5 separate regions of the Mus musculus genome follow, and all the other regions are linked to region 2. The links are chromatin contacts, called in public HiChIP or PLAC-seq, capture Hi-C and promoter capture Hi-C maps. All regions are on one chromosome and are shown on one strand. The core of a region is the stretch at or near the end of the contact, and the rest is flanking DNA. Distances in the headings are between cores, read along the strand shown. Region 1 holds the start of Polr2f (polymerase (RNA) II (DNA directed) polypeptide F). Region 2 holds the start of Dnal4 (dynein, axonemal, light chain 4). Region 3 holds the start of Lgals2 (lectin, galactose-binding, soluble 2). Region 4 holds the start of Eif3l (eukaryotic translation initiation factor 3, subunit L). Region 5 holds the start of Card10 (caspase recruitment domain family, member 10).

What was found. Promoter capture Hi-C pulls out the DNA fragments that hold promoters and counts their contacts. HiChIP or PLAC-seq counts read pairs in DNA pulled down with a chosen protein or histone mark. Capture Hi-C pulls out chosen DNA fragments and counts their contacts.
Region 1: a capture Hi-C map of macrophages shows a contact between it and region 2, with 2.1 times the contacts expected there. The contact joins the promoter of Polr2f here to the promoter of Dnal4 in region 2. A contact is called at or near these places in 2 of 115 datasets of contacts at active chromatin or transcription factors (the 3134 cell line and pancreatic cancer cells) and 3 of 9 other capture datasets (adipose tissue, liver and macrophages).
Region 3: a promoter capture Hi-C map of liver shows a contact between it and region 2, with 2.1 times the contacts expected there. The contact joins the promoter of Lgals2 here to the promoter of Dnal4 in region 2. A contact is called at or near these places in 1 of 39 promoter capture datasets (liver) and 1 of 115 datasets of contacts at active chromatin or transcription factors (pancreatic cancer cells).
Region 4: a contact with region 2 is called in a promoter capture Hi-C map of pre-B cells, with 2.0 times the contacts expected there. The contact joins the promoter of Eif3l here to the promoter of Dnal4 in region 2. A contact is called at or near these places in 2 of 39 promoter capture datasets (liver and pre-B cells) and 1 of 115 datasets of contacts at active chromatin or transcription factors (pancreatic cancer cells).
Region 5: a FOXA1 HiChIP or PLAC-seq map of pancreatic cancer cells shows a contact between it and region 2. The contact joins the promoter of Card10 here to the promoter of Dnal4 in region 2. A contact is called at or near these places in 1 of 39 promoter capture datasets (liver) and 1 of 115 datasets of contacts at active chromatin or transcription factors (pancreatic cancer cells).

The regions. Positions count from the first base shown.
Region 1 is chr15:79,137,904-79,142,803 of GRCm38.p6, reverse strand. Polr2f (polymerase (RNA) II (DNA directed) polypeptide F) reads right to left here and starts at 1,479. Exons shown (of 5, transcript NM_027231.2): 1 at 1,370-1,479. The coding sequence starts at 1,389. 1700088E04Rik (RIKEN cDNA 1700088E04 gene) reads left to right here and starts at 1,553. Exons shown (of 7, transcript NM_138581.2): 1 at 1,553-1,649; 2 at 1,812-1,923; 3 at 3,504-3,566. The coding sequence starts at 1,821.
Region 2 is chr15:79,770,866-79,775,748 of GRCm38.p6, reverse strand. It overlaps Dnal4 (dynein, axonemal, light chain 4), which reads left to right and starts at 1,282. Exons shown (of 4, transcript NM_017470.2): 1 at 1,282-1,390. Gm30977 (a long non-coding RNA gene) reads right to left here and starts at 1,221. Exons shown (of 4, transcript XR_875488.3): 1 at 963-1,221.
Region 3 is chr15:78,852,708-78,857,662 of GRCm38.p6, reverse strand. It overlaps Lgals2 (lectin, galactose-binding, soluble 2), which reads left to right and starts at 2,134. Exons shown (of 4, transcript NM_025622.3): 1 at 2,134-2,191. The coding sequence starts at 2,186.
Region 4 is chr15:79,072,983-79,077,717 of GRCm38.p6, reverse strand. Eif3l (eukaryotic translation initiation factor 3, subunit L) reads right to left here and starts at 2,495. Exons shown (of 13, transcript NM_145139.2): 1 at 2,426-2,495; 2 at 1,899-1,947; 3 at 677-887. The coding sequence starts at 2,458.
Region 5 is chr15:78,800,748-78,806,106 of GRCm38.p6, reverse strand. It overlaps Card10 (caspase recruitment domain family, member 10), which reads left to right and starts at 3,065. Exons shown (of 21, transcript NM_130859.2): 1 at 3,065-3,252; 2 at 3,475-3,726; 3 at 4,337-4,474. The coding sequence starts at 3,123.

The DNA.
Region 1 (4,900 bases), core at 230-2,729, 630 kb after region 2:
TCTTTACAATGCTGAACCCTTCCCCTGGACAGCCAGCATACCTGGCTCCTCCCTCCTGCCTCCCACTCTGGGGGAGGGGATGCTTTTCTGGGTTCTCTTCCCCCCAAGTCACTCACTCACCATCTCTTCTCTGGTGGCAATCACTGCCCTGGTCAACGCCGTCATCTCTGCTTTCATTGCATTTTTGACTGTATTTTGTATGCTTGTTTTGAAGTCAATCTTACTGCACAGTATGTAACTCAGGCTGGCCTGAGACTCACTATGTTGACATCTAGTTCAGGACAATTCCCCTGCAGTAGCCTCCCAAGTGCTAGGATTACAGGTGTGAACCACCACGCCCAGACTCTGAATTCTGACTGATCTATCAGGACTACCATAGTTCATCTTCTCTCTTGATTAACATATACAGCGTATCAAGAAATCCTTTAGGTTCTATCTTTAAAATATATCAGGATCCAGGCATGGTGGCGCACGCCTGTAATCCAGTGCTCAGGAGGTGAAAGCAGGCAGATCTCTGTAAGTTTGAGGACAGCCAAATCTACACAGTGACTTCCAGACACAGCTAGGACTATGTTGAAAGACTCTGTCTCAGGAAAAAAAAAAAAAAAAAAGAACAAAAATCACCTGGAAAGCAGAGGTAGATGAATCTCTATGTTCGAACCACCTGATATAAGGTTATATTTGGTCTCCAAATAAATAAAATAAAAATATGTCCAGCCGGGTGGTGGTGGCGCACGCCTTTAATCCCAGCACTTGGGGAGGCAGAGGTGGGTGAATTCCTGAGTTCAGCCTGATCTACAAAAGTGAGTTCCAGGACAGCCTGGGCTATACAGAGAAACCCTGTCTCGGAAAAAAAAAAAAAAAATGTCCATAATCCAGCTGGGTCTGGTGGTTCATGCCAGATATATCAACACTTGGGAAGCTGAAGCAGAGGACTGTGTCGAATTCAAAGCCAGCCTTAGCTATATAGTGAATTCCCGGGCAGCCTGGGTTTCAGAGTGAGGCCTTGCCTCAAACAACACTAAACTTCATGCTCTCTAGAGTCTATCCCCACTTCTGCCACCTCTGCTACTATCACACCTAGCCCAAGCCCGCGTCTGCTCCCAGCCTTCCAGGCCATTCTCTGGGTTGCTTTTTCCTTCCTACTTCCACGACTACACAAGCTACACACCTCTGGCATTCCCTTCCAGAAAGAGAGCGCTCAGAGGACAGGGGCCACACGGACTGAACTCTCTGACCACTGTCCCCATTGCTCCGCGAGGTAGGAAGTTCTGAAGACTTCGCCCCACCAACCCAGCAGCTGGGCTAGCCTGTGCTCCAAGAGCCCTGCTCGCACCACGACCTCCCTCCTTCCGTGGCCCGTGCTCACTTGTCCTCGTTGTCTGACATGATGCCTTCTCCGCCCGGGGCGCAGAGCAGAGAACGCGCGCCTTTGCCCCTCGCCGCACCACGCGTAGTTTGCGCTTGCGCCGTGACCCAGGCGCAGTTACTTCCGGGAAGCAGCGGCCGACCAGACGCTAATGCGCGTGCGTGGAGGCGTGTCGCTAGTTACCATGGTAACAAGGAGCGATTAGTGAGGACGCTGACACTCTAGCTCCTTGGAGTTTCTCCGTGCGGAGGGCTCTGTCACGCCCAGGTCATCGCCTAAGGTGAGCGCTCCTCCCCGGACCGTCACGATAGGGACTGTGGTCACTGCGCTGTCCGGAGCCGAGGGGTCGGGCACCAGCTTCTCAGACTCCCAGGTTGCTCGTGATGAGAGGTCCGGATTGCGAAGCGTAACTAGGGCGAGTCATTGCTTCTCTCCCTCCTAGGGCCCTCCCATGGCTTCCCAGGAAAGGGTGGACTCGGTGACCAAAGGAACCGGGTTCCGCCGCTGCCGTAAGCAAGCAGGTTACACGCCGGGGACTTGTGAGCTGCTCAGAGGTCAGTGCATTAGGGGATCAACGACCCGAGCGGTGCGGTTTTTCCTTAAGAGCTTGGGATTCTGAAAGGTTCGGGGAAGAATCAAAGACCAGAGATGGAGAATTTTGGAATGGTTAGTTCATCTTTTACATGCACTTTCAATGAAGCCTATCTCCTCACTGCAGTGGGACCTTCACAGTACCAAATTCAATTCCCTTCACCAGGCTTAGACATTATACAGTCTTAGAGGTGTTTAGTGTCACCTTCTAAATGGTGAACACCACCAGGCAAAGAAACGTGCCTGTTTCTGCTCACAACTGTAGCTCCAGCCTCTGCTACATGAATGAGCATGTATGCACTTAATTATTCAACGACAAAAACCTAATGTGTGATTTGGATATTGTCCTAGGTACTAGGAATAGAGTGTTGAGAGGATTGCAAAGGACAACTCTTGCTCTCAGAAAACTGATAACACAGGAGGGTAACAAGAAAAATGAACAGGAGAAAATTATAGAGCTGAAGGTGTTGCTCAGTGACAGAGTATATTCTAGGCAGATGTGGAGTCTGGGTTTCAGCCCCAGCACACCATACACAAAAAAGTCTGTGTGTGTTACAGTTGGAGAGCTGGCTCAGTGGTTAGGAACATGTACTGCCCTTTGAAAGCTCATTCCCCAGCACCCATGTTAGCCAGTCACCAAAAAAGTGTGTGTGTCTTAGGCATATGTAATGGGAGGATTGCCTGAGCCCAAGAAAAGCTAGCCTAGATAATATAGTAAGAACCTATCCTTGAAATAAAATAAGGACTGGAAAGATGGCTCAGAGATTAAGAGCACTGGCTATTCTCAAGGACCCAAGTTCAATCCCCCACAACCATATCAGGTGGGTCAAAGCAATGTGTAACTCTAGCTTCCTATGAGTCAGTGCCTTTCCCTGCCCTCCACAGGCAGCCATACACGCATAGCTACACACTCACGCACGCGCGCGCGCACACACACACACACACACACACACACACACGACCTTTTATTTTTTAAGATTTGTTTGTTTATTTATTATGGATAGTGTTCGGCCTGCATGTATGCCTGCAGGCCAGAAGAGGGCACCAGATCCCATTACAGATGGTTGTGAGCTTCCACGTGGTTGTTGGGAATTGAACTCAGGACCTCTGGAAGAGCATCATATATGCTCTTGATATGTGAGTCATCTCTCCAGCCCACATACAATCTTAAAGGGAGAAAAGCTGCATATAGTGGCTCATGTCTTTGATTCTAGCACTCTGAAGAAAGAGGTGGGTGAGTCTTTGTGAGTTAGAGGCTTGCCCAATGTACATACCAAATTTCAGGACAGCCAGGCTACAAAGTGAGACCGTTTCTATAAATAAACAAATAAATAAAAAGAGAAATAAAAAAAGATAAATTAATGAATAAATACAAGAAAAGGAAAAGAACCTTAAGTGACAGGCACTCTAAAGAAGATGGAGTAGGCAGAGGAGTGGAGGAGCTCAGTGCAGAATGGAGGGGGGGGGCGGGCAAGGGCGGGACCTGGTGGGATGAGGTGTGTCTGCTGAAGCTCCAGACGTCAGCCCCGGCTTTATTTTGCAGTTATGATGAAGGAGTCTAAACTGACAAACTTCCAGCAACGCCACATCATGGACACCATGAAAAGTAAGGGCAGTCACTCTGACGCTAGAGACTTTCTGGGCGAAGGAACCAGGGATACTTTTTTTTTTTTTTTTTTTTTTTTCTTGAGACAGGGTTTCTCTGTGTAGCCCTGGCTGACCTGGAACTTTGTAAACCAGGCTGGCCTCGAACAGATCTATTAGAAGTCTGCCTGCCTCTGCCTTCCAAGTGTTAGTTTTGACAATGAGTGCCACCATGCCTGGCTCAGAAATACATTTTCAATGTCGCTCTATATGAAAGGGATGGGGAGTTCATACCGCAAGTTCTTGACAGCCATGGCTACACAGTGAGATCTCGTCTCATTAAAAAGGGTTCAGTAAGCCGGGCAGTGGTGGTGCACGCCTTTAATCCCAGCACTTGGGAGGCAGAGGCAGGCAGATTTCTGAGTTTGAGGCCAGCCTGGTCTATAGAGTAAGTTCCAGGACAGCCAGGGCTACAAAGAGAAACCCTGTCTCAAAAAAACCAATACAAAACAAAACACAAGGCTGGAGAGATGGCTCAGTGGGTAAGAGCACTGACTGCTCTTCCAGAGGTCCTGAGTTCAATTCGCAGCAACTACATGGTGGCTCCCAACCATCTGTAATGGCATCTGATGCTCTATAATGGAATCTGATGCCCTCTTCTGGTGTGTCTTAGGACAACTACAGTGTACTCATATACATTAAAAAAAAAAAAAAATTCCTGGGGTGGTGTGGAACACAGGTTTAAATCCAGCATTTGGGAGGCAGAGGCAGGAGGATTTCTGAGTTCCAGGACAGCCTGATCTACAAAGTGAGTTCCAGGACAGCCAGGGCTATACAGAGAAACCCTGTCTCGAAGAAAAAAAAAAAGTTTGTCTCAAACTTGTCTCAAAAACAAACAAAAAACAACCAAATGAAAAAGGGGGGAGAGTGAGGCAGGCTCTCTAGCTCTCTAGCTCTCTAGCTGGCTCAGGCTCAGTGGTTAAGAGCAGGTGCGGCTCTTGTAGATGACCTGAGTTCAGTTCTCAGTTCCCACGTGGGCTGACAGTCACCTAAAACTCCAGTTCCAGAGCCTCACTGGGCACTGTGTGTGTTTATATGTGTGTATGATGTATACACACATAACTAAGAAAATAAGTTTTTGTTTTGAGACAGGGCTTCTCTGTGTAGCTCTGGCTCTCCTGAGACTTGCTCTGTAGAACAAGCTGGTCTCAGACCCCCCTATGGGTACCAGACACACACACAGTATACATCCATATATGCAAGCTCTCCTACACATAAAATAAAAACAAAACTTAAAAGACAAATCTTCCTTGAAGCTTCATGGCTTTGGCGGCTTCCCTGGGAATTCACTCTGCC
Region 2 (4,883 bases), core at 33-2,532:
TCATCTCCTGGAGAAAGTTGGAAAAGAGGATTAAGGAAATTTGAAGGCTGAGTAAGATTCGCCACAGACAGTCAGAACTTTCCAGGGAGGCTAGCTAGGAACTGTCGTGTGCTGAGCTGAATTCCTGCTGCCAAGTCTCAAACCAAGCCCAATGTGTGTGTTCTGGGTCTGTACACTCAAGCTAGGTTAATCCACTGTCCCAGATCAGACCTTGTTACCACTCTCCCCAAAGCTCTCCAGCAACCAATGACTCTATCTCACCTCACACCAGGGGCCACTTGTGTTTCAAACCTCTCTTTCTTCTGCCCTGCTTCTTTCTTTGTCTTCCCCTCTACTTGACCTACTATGTTGACCCTGCACTCCTACTACGTTGACCCTGCACCCAGGCCTCTTGGAGCTACCGCTGTCCCGCTCCCATTAGCATTCTGGTCATCTTGGGCTCTTCCCGCCTCGTTGTCCCACTTAAAAAGAGCCAGTACCCTGCCAGTCTCTGCTATAGAAGCACGCGGAAACGATTCCATTTCTTCTCATGGCTCTATACCTTCTGAACTGTGCCTTCCGCAGAATCACCAGCTAGTGGGGCTTCATTAATGATTGCATGATACGCATAGAATAAATGTTTAGATTATGGGGCATTCCACTGATCCATTCTTCTTCTTCACCTTCCCCTCAGCAAGAGGCTCTAACACTCTTTGGTCATTTCTTTCCAAGAATCAGAAGCAGGTTCCAGACAACTGCATCTGATGGTACAGGTGTCTCCCAGCCCCTGGGACAAAGCAACCCTGGAGGGTTTGCACAAGGGAAAGATCTGGATTCCTTCTCTGAGGTTATGCCTTGATTCTTTCCTTCAGTCTCTCTAGTTCTACACATTGGCCCAGACGGGATCACGGATGCTGTTAACAGTAAGCACTGTGTTGCGAATCAATGAGACAGTCACTCACTGTAAAGGACTAAAACACTACCTAAGTTCTGGTGGTTATCAGGCTCCTGCGGTCGTCGTAAAATAGCAGATCAGCGTCACGACACCAACAAACTGCATTTGTCATTTTCGATGTCGAAAACTCCCAGGGCAATACAGCTTTAAGAAGTTTGTTCCTCTACAAAGACTACTTCTGCCTGTCCGCAGCTGCTCCGGCAGGCTTAAGACGACTATGAGCGAAGCCCCACCTCCTCGGTCTTTAAGCCACGCCCCTCGCGTAAGCTCCGGCCTCCTAGGCCCCTTCGGAATTAATTGGCACTTCTCTACACCAATAATAAGTGATATTGCTGTCAACGTCCGGTGACGGGACGGGACTTCCGTGATGGTTGCTAAGACACTCTGGCTCGCTCCTTGACAACCCTGGCGGGGGTGCGCTGGCTGTGGCCTCGGCTCCGGCCCCCGCGGGAGCAGGTGAGGGCGCGGAGTGCGGAGGGCAGCGCGGCGGGGAGGGCTGGCCCTGAGGGAGGGCGGGAGGATGCGCGGGGCGGACAAGGCCTGGCCCAACGCTAGGCCCCACCTAGGTCCCCAGCCCGCGGTTCCCGGCCCAGGACCTCCCCTTGTCCCACGTAGGAGACCACGGAGCTTGGCAGTGACATTGCGCACCAGCACCACTTTGCAGGCCGCTCCTCCTCACTCATCTTGGGTCCTGTTTAGCTCCATGCCCTCGCATCCTCCCTGTTTTGACTCCCACTGCACTTTGTCCCCGCACCACCTCGCTGCTGACTGGTGGTCTAAATCGCCTCGTCCCAGATCACTTGGTTTGGAGATTTGGCGATACTCTGGGATTCTAGGCTGACTATTGCCCGACGGGGGGCACTCAGTCTTCCCATCTATAAAGTCGAAATTGGGTTGAATGGTCGCAAAGGCCTTTTGGACTCTGACGTCCTAGCATGATGTTGTGGGACTTAACTGTCAACGCCCCTTAGGATGTGTGTTCTCCTAACCTTTTATGTAATGCAAAGAATTTGGCAAACTTAAGTTGGATTCCCATTGGTAAGAACTACCTAAGATCTCTCTGGGCACCAGTCAGTGCATCTATAAAGCCAATAGTCTGAAGTTCATCTCCTTTGGCAAATGAAGTACAAAGGGTCCAGTCCAGTGTAGACGGTACTTGCTCACTTGTCTTTTTTCTGTGTGTATGTGCGTTCCTGTGTGTGCAGTTACATGTGGAGGCTGGAAGTCAACATTCGGTGTCTTTCACAATCACTCTCCACCTTATTGTCTGAGACAGGGTCTCCCTCTTTGATGCCAGGAGCTCACCACTGGGCTTCATGGCTAATGAGCTTCCAAGGATCCATCCTCTCAGCTGCCTCTCCAATGCTGGGCTCACAGGCATGGCCGCCTCACCCAGCCCTTTACACGGGTGCTGGGATAGAAAACTCTGGTCTTCATACTTTTGTAGCAAGCACTTTATAAACTGACCTCCACCCCCTAATTTCTTCTTTTTGTCTGTTATGACCTCACACTTTCCCTCCTGGGAAGAGCCCAGTGCTTTCCTGCGCAGTATCCCACTCAGTAGCCACTGTCTGCAGATGAACCTCAGGCCTGCTGTCTGGCTCTGCTCTTCCCCTGTGGCTAGGAATTCTTGGGGTACAGGAGTGAGGAAACTGAAAGAGGTTGGTACAGTGATACGAGGATTCATAGCTTCCCTTTTCCAACCATCCATGACTCTGCCATCTTTTCCTCCTGACTAAATGTCTCCATTTGCATTTTGCCAGCTGCTAGCATCAAGCTGGCCTGCCTATCTGTTCTACCTGGTTTCTTCCATGCTCTGGTAGGCTCATCCCTCTGAGAAAGTTATCAAGTTACCTTGATTCTCTCTCCGTGGGGTATCACACCCTCCCCATTCCTGAGACCATTCTGGCCTCTTAGGCCTGTTTTCTGGGCTGATCGCTGTAGCTTCCTGGCTGCCATCCCTGTCAATCCAACTCCCCAACCTCTGTGCTGCCAGCCACCCTGAAAGCTCCAAGAAGCCAGGCAAGGTCGTGATGCTTGCAACCCAAGGGCTTGGCTGTGTCAGCAGTATCACAAGTTCAAGGTCATCAGGAGCTCAGTGGTTCAGTGAGTTCAAAGCCACCCTGTGTTATGTGAGAGCAAAAACAGAATCCAAGGTTGTTTTTTTTTTAAATTTTTTTATTAAGTATTTTCTTCATTTACATTTCCAATGCTATCCCAAAAGTCCCCCATACCCTCCCCCGCCACTCCCCTACCCACCCACTCCCACTTCTTGGTCCTGGCGTTCCCCAGTACTGAAGCAAATAAAGTTTGCAAGACCAATGGGCCTCTCTTTCCAATGATGGCCGACTAGGCCATCTTCTGATACATATGCAGCTAGAGACACGAGCTCTGGGGGTACTGGTTAGTTCATATTGTTGTTCCACCTATAGGATTGCAGACCCCTTTAGCTCCTTGGGTACTTTCTCTAGCTCCTCCATTGGGGATCCCATGATCCATCCAATAGCTGACTGTGAGCATCCAGTAGAATCCAAGTTTTTATGCCTGGGTTTTAGGGCTCTCTACACTTCCACAACCCACCCCCAGCTTTTTTTCCCCCCTCCTTTCTCAATTGTGTTCTTTCTCCCAGTCCTGGGAAGCCTTGAACTTTCTCTTGGGTCCACTGCATTGCTTCTCAGTCCGGAGTCTCCTCCTATGCCCATATGACAGGGCCTTTCTGCCACAAACCACAACTCCTGGGTCAGTTTTCATCTACGTTGCCTCTTGCTTAGTTATAGTGGAGTTGTCAAAAGCGTGGTCTTGAAATCGTGTACACTTGGTGTGGGGCTGTGGCCCTCCGTGTCTCAGCTGGATGGAAAGTCACTTTGCTAGGCTCAGGCCGTGTGCTCCTCAGTGGTAACTGACACAGGGAGAAGAGATTGTGTCTGTCTGACAGGTTTTGGGGGGTGATGAATTTTTGAGAGCCTGTGTGTAGAATCCTTCTCCTGGGCTCTGGCTGAAGATCAGTGTTAAGTAAATACATGTTTCTAAAAATTGTGTGTGTGTTTACATGTTCTATGTGTAGGAGTGCCTGCACATGTGTCTGGACATCTGTGTGGAGGTCAAAGATGGGTGACTGCTATTTTTCTCAATCACTCACCACCTTATGGTTTTGTTAGACAGGGTTTCTCTTCAAACCTGTCACTCACTAATTGACTCTACTGGCTGGCCAACAAGCCCCAGGATCCTCCTGTCCCTGTGTCCCCAGCTCTAGGATTACAGGCACATAGCACAGCACCCAAACACTCTGGTTGTGTGCACTCATGCATGAGAGAAAGAGGGGGTGCGAGCATGCCCATGCTCCCCCAGTGTGCACGTGGAGGTCAAAGGGGAACTTTTTGGAGCTGGGTCTCTCCTTTCACATGGGTTCTGGGGGTTGAAGGCAGGTGTCTGACTTCCGCAGCAAGCACTTTTACCCGGGGAGCCATCTTTCCAGCTCTACACCCAGCCGTCTGTGTGGATGCTGGGGATCCGAACTCAAGCCCTCATGGTTGTGCGGCAAACCAGGCCGAGCCATCCCAGCTGCAGTAGTTAGCATTATTGGATGGCTTTGAATGGTCCTCTCCCCTCTCAGGAGGCTGCTGAAATATCCTTTAACTACATTTTGGATATCTTTTGGACTCCTGCCATGTGCCTGCCACTGGAATACTCATTCCGGGATAGTAAAGGAGACTGCATCCCCGAGCTGCGGGGTATGGTCCGGACTCGGGACACGTGGTGAGAATGTGATCACTTGTAAGGTGTGACTGCTGCTTAGCAGTTGTCAGCGGTTTCCTAGGAAATAAATCAGTGCTCCGTGCAGTTTGATCCTGTGATATCGTCACCTTTCATTCCTTTCGTTCAAATCTGTTCTGCTGAGTGTAGAAGAAGTGGGGCGGGAGCCTGCGTAAACCGTGCCGTAAGCAGCTGC
Region 3 (4,955 bases), core at 885-3,384, 920 kb after region 2:
TGCATGACTGAGCCTGAGGCAGAGGATAAGCTCAGGCCAGCCTGAGGTAACTAGTGAATTCTAGGCCAACCTGGGTTAGAGAGACACCATGTATCATAAGCAAGCAAACCATAAAATGCAGCTTGAAAGACACACAGACTTATGGCTTGTCATGTCGCTCTAGCTGTGAAGGTGACATGACATGAGACATGAGATTTCTGTTCTTTTTCTGAGCACTTGCCAAAGCTTCTGTGGTGTGTGGGACTTAATGCCATCATCAGAGGTGAACCAGGTCCACTTTCTACTGCACTTTCAAATGTCTTAGCTCCTTTGGCTCCCAGGAGAAGGGCTGAGAAGCAATCCATTTCCTCGTGGGTAAAATAAGGAAATAAACCACTCCCCTCTTGGCCTGGCACCGGAGGTGGTGTCTGATGGGAGCACTGGGCAGTGAGCCACCCACCGGCTCCTGGCACCCCATGGGACTAGGCAGGGCTGGTCTCCCAGTGCCCTGCCCAGCGCGGTTACTGCCAACTCGGATGGAAGCCTCCATGGCTTGCCAGTCCAGAGCTCTGGCAAAGTTCTGTTTCTGGGAATGTGCACTGGGGAGCTTGTTGGGGGTGCTGAGGGAGTAGCGTTTTTCTTTTTAGAAGATTTATTTATTTATTTTATGTATATGAGTACACTGTAGCTGTCTTCAGACACACCAGAAGAAGGCATCAGATCCCATTACAGATAGTTGTGAGCCACCATGTGGTTGCTGGGAATTGAACTCAGGACCTCTGGAAGAGCAGTCAGTGCTCTTAACCACTGAGCCATCTCTCCAGCCTGGGAGTAGCGTTTTTTAATGGGGCAGACTAAGATGAAGTAGTGCTCAGAGGTAGGACATGGCTTCTATAAACTAAGCCTTGGAGAGCTGGAGTGTTTCACAGCCAGCGACATCTGATTCTGAAGTGCAGATCTGTGAGCCTCAGTGTTCCCAAATGAAGTAGGATAAACAACTGTAGAGACCTGTCTGTGGTACAAACCCACTGGAAGGACGGGCAGCACAGGTTCCCTCCCAGCAGAGGAACTACGTCAGGTTTCTTCCTCTTGACAGTATCTAATTGTGTATATGGACCCCAACTACCACAAAATTCATAGGCATAAAGGGCGAAGGACAGAAACCCCCAGTGTCCCGAACCCTTGGGTTCCCTCCTGCACGTTTGGTCTGTGTCCCAGCAGAACCAAGCTCTTTTGTGCATGGTGCCAGGGATGGAAGCCACAGGGCATGCATCCTGAGGATACAGCACACCACTGAACCACCCAGCCCTCGCAGAATAGTTGACTTTTGGCATCTTCTTCCGCCCGTTTTTAAGCACTTCAGTTATACTTATTTGTGTGTGCACATGTGCCATGGTCCATGTGTGGAGGTCAGAGGGGACACCTTGCAAGAGTTGGTTCTTTCCTTCCATCATGTGAGCTCCGGGAAGCAAACCCCGGTGGTTAGGCTTGGCAGCAGGCACCTTTATCCGTCGAGCCATCTCACTGGCCCTAGATGTGAATCTACCACTTTTGAAGCAAAATGTGTGCAGCCAGATATAGTGTTTCCTGCCTGTAATCCCAGCACTTGGGGCAGAAGTGTGAGAATAGAGAGTCCAAGGCTAACCTGGGCTAAATGGTCAGACTCTGTTTCACAAGAAGAAAAAAAAAGAAACAAATTATATGTATAATCAGAAAAAGCATGGATGAGAGAAGGGAGAAAAAAGTCTTTGAATGACTCACAGACACACTGAAAATTAGAAGCTTGGACATCTTTTAACAGAGCCAGCCTGTCTTTTTGTGGTTGTAGGAGCTGGGCTCAGCAAAGAGGTTGGATGGCCTGCCAAGATCGGGGTGTTTGTGGTTTGTGTGGGGGTGGCACTAGGGCATCCTCCCTTGGGCTTTGTGGAGTACTGACCACGGAGGCTGGTAGGAATTGCCAGAAGCGGGGCCAGAGGGATGCTCACGATCGAGTCAGAGTGAGTGAGGAGCCATCTTCCTGTTTGTTGAGTGAGTGCCTGCATATACAGACCGGGTGATATTAGGAGATAAAGGTCCAAAGTCCTTATTTATGGCCTCGGGGTGGTTAATGTGTAATACTCTGGGATTATAAGCCTGACCAAGAGGGGATACCTTGAGCACAAACCTCTAGGAGCAACTGGGAGAGCTGTGGCCAGGAGCTGTCACCATGTCGGTGAGGATGCTGGCCCTCTGCACCCACTTCCTTCTGCTCATGTGTCTTTGCTAGAGTGTGTGGGTTGGGGGGTTCTGGGGTCCATTGTTTGTTTATTTATTTGTTTGTTTGTTTGTTTTTTCAAGACAAGGTTTCTCTGTGTAGCCCTGGCTGTCCTGGAACTCATTTTTTAGACCAGGCTGGCCTTGAACTCAGAAATCCACCTGCCTCTGCCTCCCAAGTGCCACCACCACCCGGCTTCTGGGGTCCATTATTGCCACCCTTCTCTTTGTGTCAGTTTCTCCCGGAGAACCAAAAAGAAAGCTGGGTTGCCAAGCTGGTGACACATGCCTTTAATCCCAGCACTAGGGAGACAGAGGCAGGAGGATCTCTGAGTTCAAGACCAGCCTGGTCTATAGAGAGTGAGCTCCAGGATAGCCAGAGCTATGTAGAGAGACCCTGTCTCTAAAACTAAAAGAAGAAAACTGGTGGATAATCTCTCAAACCCTTAGCATTGAAGCTGTCTGTCTCTCTGTCACCACCAAGTTCAGGGCCAGAACTTTCCTTTCCCTCTTTGAGGACAGCAACAGTCGTATTAATTATTACTGCCGACCTCTACTGAGTCTCATAAAGATGAGAGTTGTAGGGCAGGGGCTGGGGGAAGGGCCCAGACCAACGATATAGCATGTGCGGTGATTTAGCCAGTGCAAGGCCCTGGGTTGGAACTCCAGCACCAGAAAATATCACGCTTCCAGAGGAACTGCATGGAACAAGCTGAGTGGGTAAAGTGCTTGTCCACCATGCATATAGCCCAGGGTTTGATCTCCAGCACTGCATAAACTGGATGTGACGGCGCAACTGGCAAGCCCAGGATTCAAAGGCCAGAGGCAGGGGGATTTCTGAGTTTGAGGCCAGCCTGGTGTATATAATGAGTTCCAGCTACATACTGAGATCCTGTTGAGAGAGAGAGAGAGAGAGAGAGAGAGAGAGAGAGAGAGAGAGAGAGAGAGAATGGAAGAAAAGGAAGGAAGGAAGGAAGGAAGGAAGGAAAGAGAGAGAGAGAGAGAAAGAAAGAAAAAAGAGAGAAAGAGAAAAGGAAGAAGGGAGGGAGAGAAGTATGGAGGGAGGGAAACTGAGGCTCAAGATGAAACCATAGGTGGCTAATATCTACATATTGCAAGAGTATTGGCACACTCTCGAGAGCCTGTGTTCCGATCTGGCTCCTGTGAAGTTTCTGGTGTGACTTTGGACAAGTTGATGTCCCTCTCTCGGGCAGCTGGTTCTCCCTGATGTGTATGAGATGGGACCACATGACACTCTCTGGGGACTAGATGATAGGTTTATTCCCTAGGACTGTTGGAACAAACCACTTCAAAATAGGGGGCTCCCCACCATAGCGATTTTTCTCATGGTCCGGGCCAAGTCTGGGCAGGGCCTGGCACTCCCTGAAGGCTCTAGGGAGGCAGCTTATTTATCCACTCCAATTTCCTGTGGGTGCCTGGCACCCATAGGTACCTTCTCTGGAAGCTTTGTAACTACAGGTCTTGCCCCCTCTGCATATAGCCTTCCTTTTGGGGAGGTGTTTCTGTGTTCTGTGCCCATGTATGTATGTGTGTGTGTATATATATATATTATATATATATATATACATATATATTATATATGTATATGTACATATATATTATATATGTTTTACCTGCACACAGAGGTGTGTGTGTGTGTGTATGTAATGGCACTACCCAAGCCAGTGTAGGTAGTGTGCGGGATGTCCATGTGACTGGGTGTCATTGTAGAAAGGGAGAGTGGAATCCTTGCCTCTGTCTCGCAGGAAGCTCTTTGTGGCCCAGACACACCCTTGGCCTTCTCTATTTTGGCCACCTCAGCTCTTTTCCTTTTTTTCTTTCTCCTTCCAGATAACCACTTCATAGCACTAGTGGGAAACCCAGGCCCAATGGGGTGAGGCTGGCCCCAAGTCACGTGGCCAGCTAGAGGTAGAGCTTGGATTTGGTCTGACGCACCCTTACCAGCCCCACCACCTAAGAATTGCCCATGTCCCACCTGCCTTTGCCTTCCATCTCTCTGGTCTTAGGCTTTCTTGAGTCGGGACAAGGCTCAGGGTCTGTACATGCTGTCAAGTCCCAGCACCCCTATTTATACAAACGTACCCCCAACCCTGGCCTTCCTTGTACCCTAGCTCTTGTGGTAGCTGCCACCCCCAGTCTCAAGGGCTCCAGTTTCTCCTGTTCCAGCCAGGAAGTCAGAGATGTAAAGATGAGGGGTCCCGTTGCTTATTCCACCCATCCCAGGAAGCCAGGGTAGGGTGGATGGCATGGTTTCCTGGGGACTGGCATATGCCCACACAGTGAGAATGTGTGATGTCACCTCCCAGACTGAATGTTTCCTTTATTTTATTTGATTTATTGTCTAGACAGTTTTTTGGGTTTTGTTTGTTTTGTTTTTTTGTTTTGTTTTCTATGTAACAGCTCTGGCTGCCCTAGAACTTCTTCTGTAGACCAGGCTGGCCTCAAACTCACAGAGATCTGTAGCTATCCTTAGATAGATATCGTTAATTTTAAGCCTGGAGCTTAAAATTAGCCAAGTAGGCTAGACTCCCTGGCCAGGGAGTCCCAGGGATCCTCGTGACTCTGCCCCCCCCCCCATACTTAGACTGCAAGCATGTGTCGTTGCATTGCCGTTGTAGCTCTGGCTGGCCTGGAACTTGCTAAAGTAGATTAGGCTGACCTCAAGCTCACAGAATTCTGCCTGCTTCTACCTCCCAAGTGCT
Region 4 (4,735 bases), core at 1,246-3,745, 700 kb after region 2:
TTACATAGTTCAAAATTAGACTCCGGTGTCAAGAGTACACAGGTTCAGAACTCGGCATACGCACAGTGCTAGCTATGCAATTCAGTTCTATTACAACAGGAGAAAAGAAGAAAAAAAAAAAATCACACAACTCCCATCATGGGATTACTGTTAAGAGCAAAGCAATAAACACACATGCCAACCCTGCTTCATCCACATGGTAACATGTACAAATTGGTACTTCTGTCATTATTAGTAATGATGTTATTTTAGATCTTGTTTGTTTCTGGGATACAAAGTCCAGTTAATTAACATGGCTCCAAGGCCAGTGGTTTGCAACCTGTGGGTTACAACTTCCTTGACAAGCTTTTACCTCCAGAAAATATTTACATTATAATTCACAACAATGACAAAATGACAGTTATGAAGTAGCAACAAAAAAATGGTTTTATGATTAGGGGGGCATCACAACATGAGGAACTGTATGAAGAAGTGCCAGCATTAGGAAGGATAAACCAGCGCTCTGGCCCAAAGGAGTCATAAAGACATAGTGAAACCATCTCCAAAACACACACACACACACACACACACACAGCACACACGCACATGTTTGCACACACAGGGAGGAGCTGCATCATCTTGCAGGCCCCCGTCGCCAGGCCAGCTCCACTCAGAAAGACAATGTTACAATCCACACCTGTTCTCGTAAATGTCCTGGATCTCGTACACCTTCTGGTCAATGACATCACTCGAGACGCGGCTGGCCTGAAGCTCGTACACCTTCTGGTCAATCAAATCGGAGACAGTCTTGTGGAAGTACTGGATGAAGTTTTTGATCACTTCCGGTATCACCTGATATGTCTGCTGCTCATACTGCCGCTCATAGGCAAGGTCCTGCTTCGGATCTCCTAGGAGAGAGACACGACAGAGTGCTCCCAGGCTCCTGATGACACGTCGGGGCAGGACCACCCCAAGGGGCCGGGGATAGAGTTCAGTCTCAGTCCCAGACTGCTTGCCCAGCATGGGCAAGGGTCTAAGGTCAGCCGTCATCCTCAATCCCAGCCCACTGTCCTTGTCCCTCAGGACATACCATTAAAGTTACTTCTCAGCTGGGTAGGTGGGTGCACACTGCTAATCCCAACCCTCAGACAGCTGAATCTGTGAGGCTAGCATGCTCTATATAGTGAGTTCCGGGATAGCCAGAGCTACATAACGAGACCCCCATCTTTAAAAAACAGGAAAGGAAACTCACTTTCTAACCAAATGATGCATAGTACGCTATTTTCTTTCACCTTTAAAGACACATTAACATGCTTACTTTGTAAAACTACTCTACTGTAAGGGCCAATAAAATACATGCTGTGAGCATCGCAAGCCACTTGGTACTTACTTAATCTCAAAGTGACTAGAACATTTCGGTAAACTTCAAAAGCCTCCCCAAAGTATTTCACTTAGACTTGGTTTGAATCAAGGAAGATTTTCACACCAAGATTTCCTTCTTTGGGGCTGGAGTGTGTGGTTTAATCTCATCTCCGGCACCCAAACAACAAAGCCACAAAGCTTTTTGACCTTGGCCAGACAGCTCAGGGAGGAGGGCTGTGGGTGTGGTTCAGAGACCGTCCACAAGCATGGGGCTCTGGGTTCCACCCCAGTATAACAAATAAAATCTGCCCCAAGTAAGAAAAACCTAGCCGGGTCAGTGATGGTCCTCTTCTGACGTGGGCAGGTAGACCACAAAAAAGGCCTGGTTTAATTAGACTCTTCACAACCCTACCAATCAGACCTAATGGCCGACTCCACCACTCCATTAGGACGCAGTTTTTAACAGGTCCCTGTTGGGAGTCAACGCTGAGATGGTCAAAGAAAAAAGTGCCAATCCTTGGAAGGCAAGAGACAGCCGGGCAAACTGAGAGCCTCACCTGTGTGCATATCATAGTCGCCCGGGTAGGCGTAGGGATCATAAGCAGCCTGCAAGGAAAGAGACAAAGTTAGGGAGACACGCCAAATGGGGACTCCAAAAATGCTCGTCCTCGGGCCTCCATGTCAAGCAGGAGGCAAAACATACTACTCAGATAAGACTGACAGTCGCTACCTCGGAGGGCTTCACATGTGTGAGAGAAAAGGGACCCCGGGCAAGCACAAAACACGCTTACAGGTGCAACAAGACAAGAAAAACACAGTAATAGCCCCGTCTGAAGCAGACGCCATGAGAGCCAAGAACTCAGCATTAAACACCCTTCAGCCCGCCTCCGACTGACTGCGACTACACGCGGGGACATACGGCCGGCAGAGGAGGGACCCGGGGAGGAGACCCGGGGCCGGGAGGGCCGGAATGATCGAGGTCCGCTTGTTCCGGCCCGATCTGGACGCCGCCTCACCTCGGGGACAGATCCCACCGAACCGGGTGCCCACCGCGGACCCCGCCACGCGCTCACCGCTTCATTACCTCAGACTCGTAGTCATCAGCGGGGTAAGACATGGCTACGGCGCTCCAGAAGCCCGTGGGAGAGAGCGGAAGAAGAACTCCGCGCCTGCTTGGCCGGACCGGAAGTCCCGCCCAGCCCAACCTGCCCGAAAGCCTTTCCGGGGTCGCCGGGGAAGCGAAGTAGCTCTGATTGGAAGGACGGAGTTCCTAAACTATCAGAGTTCCTTCCTCCCTGCAAAACGGGCTTTTCAAAGGACATTATTGTGGAGTATGGTGTGCACGCAGAAGTAGGGGCGGGCAAGCGATAAAGGGGAAGAATGCCTAGACCCTGTTGACTCACATCTGCCATCTCAAGGATGGCGGAGGCAGGAGACTGCAACAAATTCGAGGATAACCAAAGTTAGTTATTTCCAGGCCAATCTGATTATAAAGCGGGGTCTCCAAAACAACAACAACAAAAATAAAGAGAAATCAGAAGAAAACGGTACAGAGACGATGACAAGTGACCTGCTAAGATGTAGCGTTCCTGACCTTAGATTTAGGTGTAAACGGTTTTGCCTGCAGCGAGAAATTTCTCCCCCACACCACCACCACCAAAAAAAAAAAAAAAAAAAAAAAAAAAATCAACCTGAGAACACTCAGGATGACCAAACTGGTGAAGGCCCTTGACACCAAGCCTAACGACCTGAGTTCGATGTGGGAGACCCACATGGTGGAAGGCGAGAACCAATCCCTGAACAGCTGATTTGCCTTACCTTTTGGGCACCTGCATCCTTGTCTCCGGGTCACAACAATCTCTGCTTATTACAGCCAGGTACACAACTCTGGGCTTCGGCACTCATGCTTACCTCTGACCAGACTTTAGTACAAATGACCCCGGTATCACTGCCTGGCTCTCTGTTGAAGACAGGAGTTTGCTGGACGAGTGTTGCTAATCAACGCCCTCTACTCAAAGCGTCCTATTTAGAACTGCCATTCTCCCCCCTGGCTCCTTAAGCCCTAGACTCCTTAAAGTCGTTCCTTTTGTTTGCCTGTCTGGTTGCTTTGGTTTATTTAAGCAAGAAAGAATTAGGGTTTAATAAAGACCTTACTTTTAAGATTATTTATTCCTCTGTATGAGTGAATTATGCACACAGGGCATCAATCCTCTGGAGTTACAGCTGATTTTTCAAAAATCAGCCAGCTGTACCCCTGGCTGTCCTGGAACTCAGTCTGTAGACCAGACTGCCCTTGAACTCAAGAGATCCACCTGCCTCTGCCCCCTGCTTACTGGGATTAAAGGCTTGCATAGCTACCTCCCTGCTCATTTGGTTTTAGACAGGATCTTTCTATTATGTAATTCTGGGTGTCCTAGGGTCTATTATGTAGACCAGGATGACCTCAAACTCAGAGATCCACCTGCCTCTGCCTCCTGAGTGTTGGGATCAGAGGTGTGTACTACCACACCCATACCCCTCACCCCACACCCACACCCCAAGATGTTTTGCCATAGGTTAAGCACTAGCATTAGGGGATAGATGTACTCAGAACAATGTAAGATGCACCTGAGAACAGAGCAATGAGTGTCTCAAACTAGTCATAGAAAGTACATGGGTGGGCTGGTGAGATGGCTCAGTGGGTAAGAGCACCCGACTGCTCTTCCGAAGGTCAGGAGTTCAAATCCCAGCAACCACATGGTGGCTCACAACCATCCGTAACGAGATCTGACTCCCTCTTCTGGAGTGTCTGAGGACAGCTACAGTGTACTTACATATAATAAATAAATAAATAAATAAATCTTTAAAAAAAAAAAAAAAAAAAAAAAAAGAAAGTACATGGGTAAGTAAATATGGATAAGAACATAAATGTGGTTCTTCAAGGGAGGGTTAACTTTGCCACATTTCCTTGTCTCCTCTAGAGTATGACCTGAGGTGACTATGGTCATGAGACTAATGAGGTTTTCTTTTTTTTTTTTTTTTAGATTTATTTATTTATTTTTATGTATATGAGTACACTGTAGTTGTCTCCAGACACACCAGAAGAGGGCATCAGATCCCATTACAGATGGTTGTGAGCCATCCTGTGGCTGCTGGCCTTTGAACTCAGGACCTCTGGAGGAGCAGTCAGTACTCTTAGCCACTGAGCTATCTCTCCAGCCTGAGACTAATGACTAACTTTAGAGCCCCGGGACCATTTCTGAGTGCCCCGAGGGGATGAGGTAAGGTGCTCAGATAGTTTCATGTTTTATAAAACTTGCACAATAATACGTTTGCTACACGTGTTCAAGGAAGCGTTTTCCACTTGGCTTCCCTTTATGCTGTAGTTCCCCTGTGTCTAGTAGCATCTGGAATG
Region 5 (5,359 bases), core at 1,816-4,315, 970 kb after region 2:
GTGGAAAAACTGGGAAGGTTTAAAGTTTAAACCTGAGTGAAGTCTGGTTTGCAATGACTCTCAATGTTGCTATCAGTTTGTGATCCCAGCTACTTGGGATGCTGAGACAGGAGAATTACTTGAGCCAGGGAATTTGAGGCTAATGTGTGCAATCTAGAGAGATCTTATGGTGGCAGCAGCAGCAGCAGCAACAACAACAACAATAAAACAACAACAAAACAGCCCTCTGTCTGCTCAGTTGTAAAGACACTGTACCTCAGAGTTGGGGGTGTGGAGGAGCCTGAGGTGATGGGGCACAGAAGGGTTTGGACCTAGGGATGGGCTCCTTGATGAGTTGGGAAGAGAAATGACCTTGAAGATGGAGGTTCCTCAGCTCACATGGGCCGTACATTCCTGCACAGGGAGCACTCAGGCCATTTCTCCAAGGGGAAGACCTTTGTCCAAGAAGACATACATGGCTAAGGCCCAATATCAGTCCCCAGGGTCCCGGGTCTACTCTCCCACTGTCCTCCCCAGTTGTGTCTGACACTGCTCACCTCTTGTCACCTGCAGACAGGGAAATGGAGCCCCTGGGAGGTCTAGGACTCCTGGCCAGGTACCTGGGGACTCAGATCTCTGTCTCTCTCTGCCTTGCTTTCTTGGCACAGTGACAGGGAGAAGAATAATGGAGCAGAAGCCACAAGAAGACAGTATTGGAAGGGATGCTCAATGATAACCATCTGCCCTCCATGCTGGGAGCACCTAGGGACAGCAGACCGGGCAGGGGCATTTGTTGACAATGGAGATGTGGGTGTCCTGCTGATTACTGCCTGCTGCCAGGCTCCATAGCCACATAGGCAAGTGTGTGTGTGTGTGCATGTAAGTGTGTTTATAAATGCAACTGTGTTTGGACCATGTATGTGCATGTAAGAGTGCTATGTAATTGTGTATGTATGATTATGTCTATGTGTTGGTGTGTACCTGTATAACTGTGTGTGTCTATGAGTGTATCTGTTAGGTTGTCTGTGTATGTGTGTAAAACTGTGCTTGTGCCTTTGAGTGTGTCTGTGTAACCACGTGTGTCCATATAAATGTGTGTGCCTGTGTGTGTGCGCCTGTGAGTGAGTAAACACGGCATGTGTGTAAGCATGTATGATGTGTTTGTAGCCCTGTATATGTGTGCATCTTGGTGTGTCTGTGACTAGTAATGCATCTGTGTCCACGTGAGTGTGTCTGTGAAACCAAGTGTGTGCCTGGGAGTAAGTGTATGACCACGTGTGCACATGTGAGGTGTTTCAGGATCTCTATAGCTTCTTTAAGAGCAGGCTCTGGGACCTGCTGTGACTCTGTGACACCACGCCCCCCCCCCCCCCCCCCAAAGTCTGTTAGCTTACAAGCTAATTCCTAGTTTCAGTGCCAGATTCCTGGCCCTGGTTTTGCCTCTGATGAGAGAATAATTAACTAAAGACTCATTTTCCAGGGTTTCCTTCCCATTATCCCGGCCAAGAAAAAATATTCACAGGGCTGCGGTAGGGTGGAGCGGCTCTTTGAGGGAGGAGCTGCTCCCTGTGAGAGCCAGAGTCAGGGTATCAGGGTCAGCAGAGGAGAGGCGATCCTTGGGAGGGAGCCTAGTGTGAACCGAGCCTGGGGAGGGGAGAGAGGCCAGGGCGGATCCAGTGTGTGGCAAGTTCTTGCTCTCTCTGGGCCCCTGCTTCCTCCTTTGTAAAGGGATAGGTTTGCATTAGAATTCAGTCCTTTCTACAGAGCTGCTTCTGCAGGTGAACTGGTGATACTCCAAACAAAACCAAGTCAGCAAAAGTCTGTGGTTCTTCAAGGCTGGGAAAGGAACTAGGTTATGTAGGTAAACTAGTTTCTTTACTGCAGGGGCTGTTCAGGGGTTGTGGTCAACCTTGTTTCCTTGGGTGAGTGATGCATCTAATTCGGAAAGTATGGGTGGCTTTGGGGACCTACACATCTTTCCAGATCCTCTGTGTCCTCTTAACCCTGTTCTCGCCACCCCGAGGGCACTTTCCAGTGCCCAGAGAGCTTCTAGCATGTGACTACAGGACCTTATTGTGGGAGTATTAGTCTCCAAGGCAGAAGGGAGTTTTGACGCTGCCTTTTCAAATGTAATTGATTTTAACCACACTCCCTCCCACCCCGCAGGAACGGCCATTTAGAAATGCAAGCATCCTGGTCCCCGTGTGCCATCAACTTGACTCAGGAATGAAAGTGCAGTCAGTCTGGACACTTGCAGGGACTGACTCCCTTCTTTGGAAAGGTGCCCATGACCCCTCCCCTCTGCTGCCCACACAGGCTGTCCTGGGCTTGGTGAAAGATGTGAGCTCTTGGCAGCGTGTTCGGGAACACTGAGACTGTGGAGGGGCAATTGTCCAGGTCACCGGCAGATAAGAGGCCTAGCTGGGAACAGGATGCAAATGAATGCAAAGCTGAGACACACACAGAGAGAGACTCACAGCTGACCGGGGCTTTCAAGTGCCTAGGCACAGGGTGTTTGTGGGAGGGAGAGGCACGTGAGTAGTCTGTCTCCGGTCGAAGTCCTGCTCAACACTTGTAAGGCCATTATCCCAGAACATGGACACGTGTGAAAGTTCTGCTAGCTTCTGAGGCCCTGTCCCACACTTTGCAGATATTTCCTGAAAGACAGATATGTATTATGTGACTTTCAGCAGAGTGAATATACCTACCATGCGAGTTTAAGTGGGAATGATGGGGCTCTGTATATGAGGTCCGAGCCCAGAGCTCGCTAAGTTGGTGTGACCTGTTGACTTCAGGGCGTGTGTGGCTAGTGGAGCGGACACTTGTCGCGTTCAGGGTTCCGGGTGGCCAGCTGCACCGGGAGTCGGGCTTGTAGAGGGTGCAGGCTGGTGTTGTGCTCATGGTGGGGGACAAGGTGAGCAGCAGCGGCGGCAGTGGCCCTGGCGGTGGCGCGCGGGGTGTGGGCGCGCGCGTGGCGGCTCCGCCCCGTCGGGGGCCGGGCAGGTGTGGGAGGGCCGTGCGGACCCCGCCAGGACTGGCCCGGAGAGCCGGCGGGAAACAGGAAGCGGGGGTGGGGGGTGGGGAGGCGCGGCTGGCCCGCAGAGCGGCCGGGAGGACGACCGGAGCGCAGCGGGTCGCGGGCAATGTTGGGTGGCCCGGGAGGCCGCCGGGCTGGGGGCGGAGCCAATGACCCCGAAGGCACCGCCCCGTCGCGCCTCCGGAGCCGTCGGCCGAGCACAGAGCCGGGAGCTCAGGGCAGCTGCAGCGCCCGTGGTGAGTGCGGGGAGGACACGGGCGGGACAGCAGCGTGGGGACGTGAAAGGACGCCGACGGGACGCCCGGGAGGACGCGGGCGTGACCTCTCGGGGACCCGGGAGGGTGCAGGCAGAGCAGCTTGGGATCCCGGGAAGACGGAGCCCGACAGCGCCGGGACCCGCGGGCGACGCCCAGGTGCGGTGACCGCGGCTCCGTGCCCACCGTGCTTGTCGCCCGCAGGCTCGGAGGACGCGGCCATGCAGGGCCGGGCGGACGCGGGCGAGGCTGACGAGGAGGCTGGGGCGGGTTCGGGGTCGGAGGCCGAAGAGGACGCGCTGTGGGAGCGGATCGAGGGCGTCCGGCACCGACTGACGCGCGCCCTGAATCCGGCCAAGCTCACGCCGTATCTGCGCCAGTGCCGCGTCCTGGACGAACAGGACGAGGAGGAGGTGCTCAGCACCTACCGTTTCCCGTGCCGCGCTAACCGTACCGGTGAGCCCGCCGCCAGGGGTTTCCTCTCCCTTCCTAGGCCCGCTCCAGAGCAGACAGCTGGATGTGGTTGCCGGTGCCGATGGCGACCCCTGTGGGATCTTTACTGTGCTCTTTGACCTCTCTGGTTCTCTCTGTCCCATTTGTGTATCCCTTAAAGAATCAGTTTTTCTCAAGAGCTCAAATCCGGGCTCAGTTCTCCGAGGCTCCTCTCCCACTGGGCGTCTTTGTACCAGGACTGTCAGAGGGACTAAAAGTATCAGGGAACTTAAGTCAATGAGAGCATTTTGCCTGGGAAACGCAGGCATCCGATGCCCCCGGGCATGCGTAACGTGTGTGTGTGTGTGTGTGTGTGTGTGTGTGTGTGTGTGTGTGTGTGTGTGTGTGTGTAGGGGTTGCTGGGGACCTGCTCCAGTGCAGGTGCTCTGGGGAGGGTCTGGTGTTCCTAGCCAGGGCAGACTGAGCTTTGCTCCCTGATGTGTTGGGACAGGCCCCGGTGTGTGTCACAGCCCAAAAATCTGGGGAACGTAGGCCCTGGAGCATTGTCGGGGTGGAGAGCAGGGGCACTGGGGGAAGACCTCATCCTGACCCCTGTCACAACCTTTACCCTCAGGGCGCCTCATAGACATTTTACGCTGCCGGGGCAAGAGGGGCTTCGAGGCCTTCCTGGAAGCCCTGGAATTCTACTACCCAGAACACTTCACGCTGCTCACTGGCCAGGAACCTGCCCAACGCTGCTCCATGATCCTTGGTGAGCAATCTCAGTGGGTGCCCCATCCTTGCCACCAGAGCAGAATTTTCTTACCCCAACTGCACTGGGGGTGGTGGTGTCTGTTTTCACTATACCCATTGGACAGATGAAGAAACTGAGGCACCAACTGCAGAAGTTTACCCAGGGCCCCAGAGTTCAGAGTCCATGTGCTTAACATGACTCTCTCTCTCTAATCATCTTTATGAATGGTATGGCTAGTTTCTCATGTAAACGTTCAAGAATAAATGAGATGGCTTAGTGGATAAAGAAGCAAGCCTGGCCACCTGAGTTCACTCCCCGGGACCCACACAGTAGGAGAGAACCAACTCCTGAAAGTTGTGCATAGATGCTTTCCTTCCCCCGAGTAAATAGATAGATAGATAGATAGATAGATAGATAGATAAGTAAATGAATAAATAAATAGAAATGTAAGTTCAGGGTGGTGGTACTCGCCTGTAATACCACTCAGGAGGCAGAGGCAGGACCAGGTTTAAGGCCAGCCCAGGCTACATAGAGAGTGATAAGCAAGCCAGTTTTGATACATATCTAGACCTTGTGAGTTTTGTTTTTTGCGGTCAGTGGACAAGGCTGCTTGTCCCTAGCAGTTACTCGGGATCTGATTCCACTTGTTTGAAGAGACAGCATAGGTAATGTGTCGCGAACCTGTCTCATAACTCATTGGTGGAGTCCCTTGAGGGTGGACAAGCAGATCCTTTCAGGTTTTGTGACATTCTCTCCTCCCCGGGGGCAGCTCTGCTCTGTTCTCCTCTGAGCTGGGAGTTTCTGAAGTGGAGACTCTCAAGGAATGTATACACTGTAAGTGTCTTATGACCACAGCTCCCCCCAGCAGAGCCTGTGGGTCTGCTTTGCTTTATGAATCCCTAG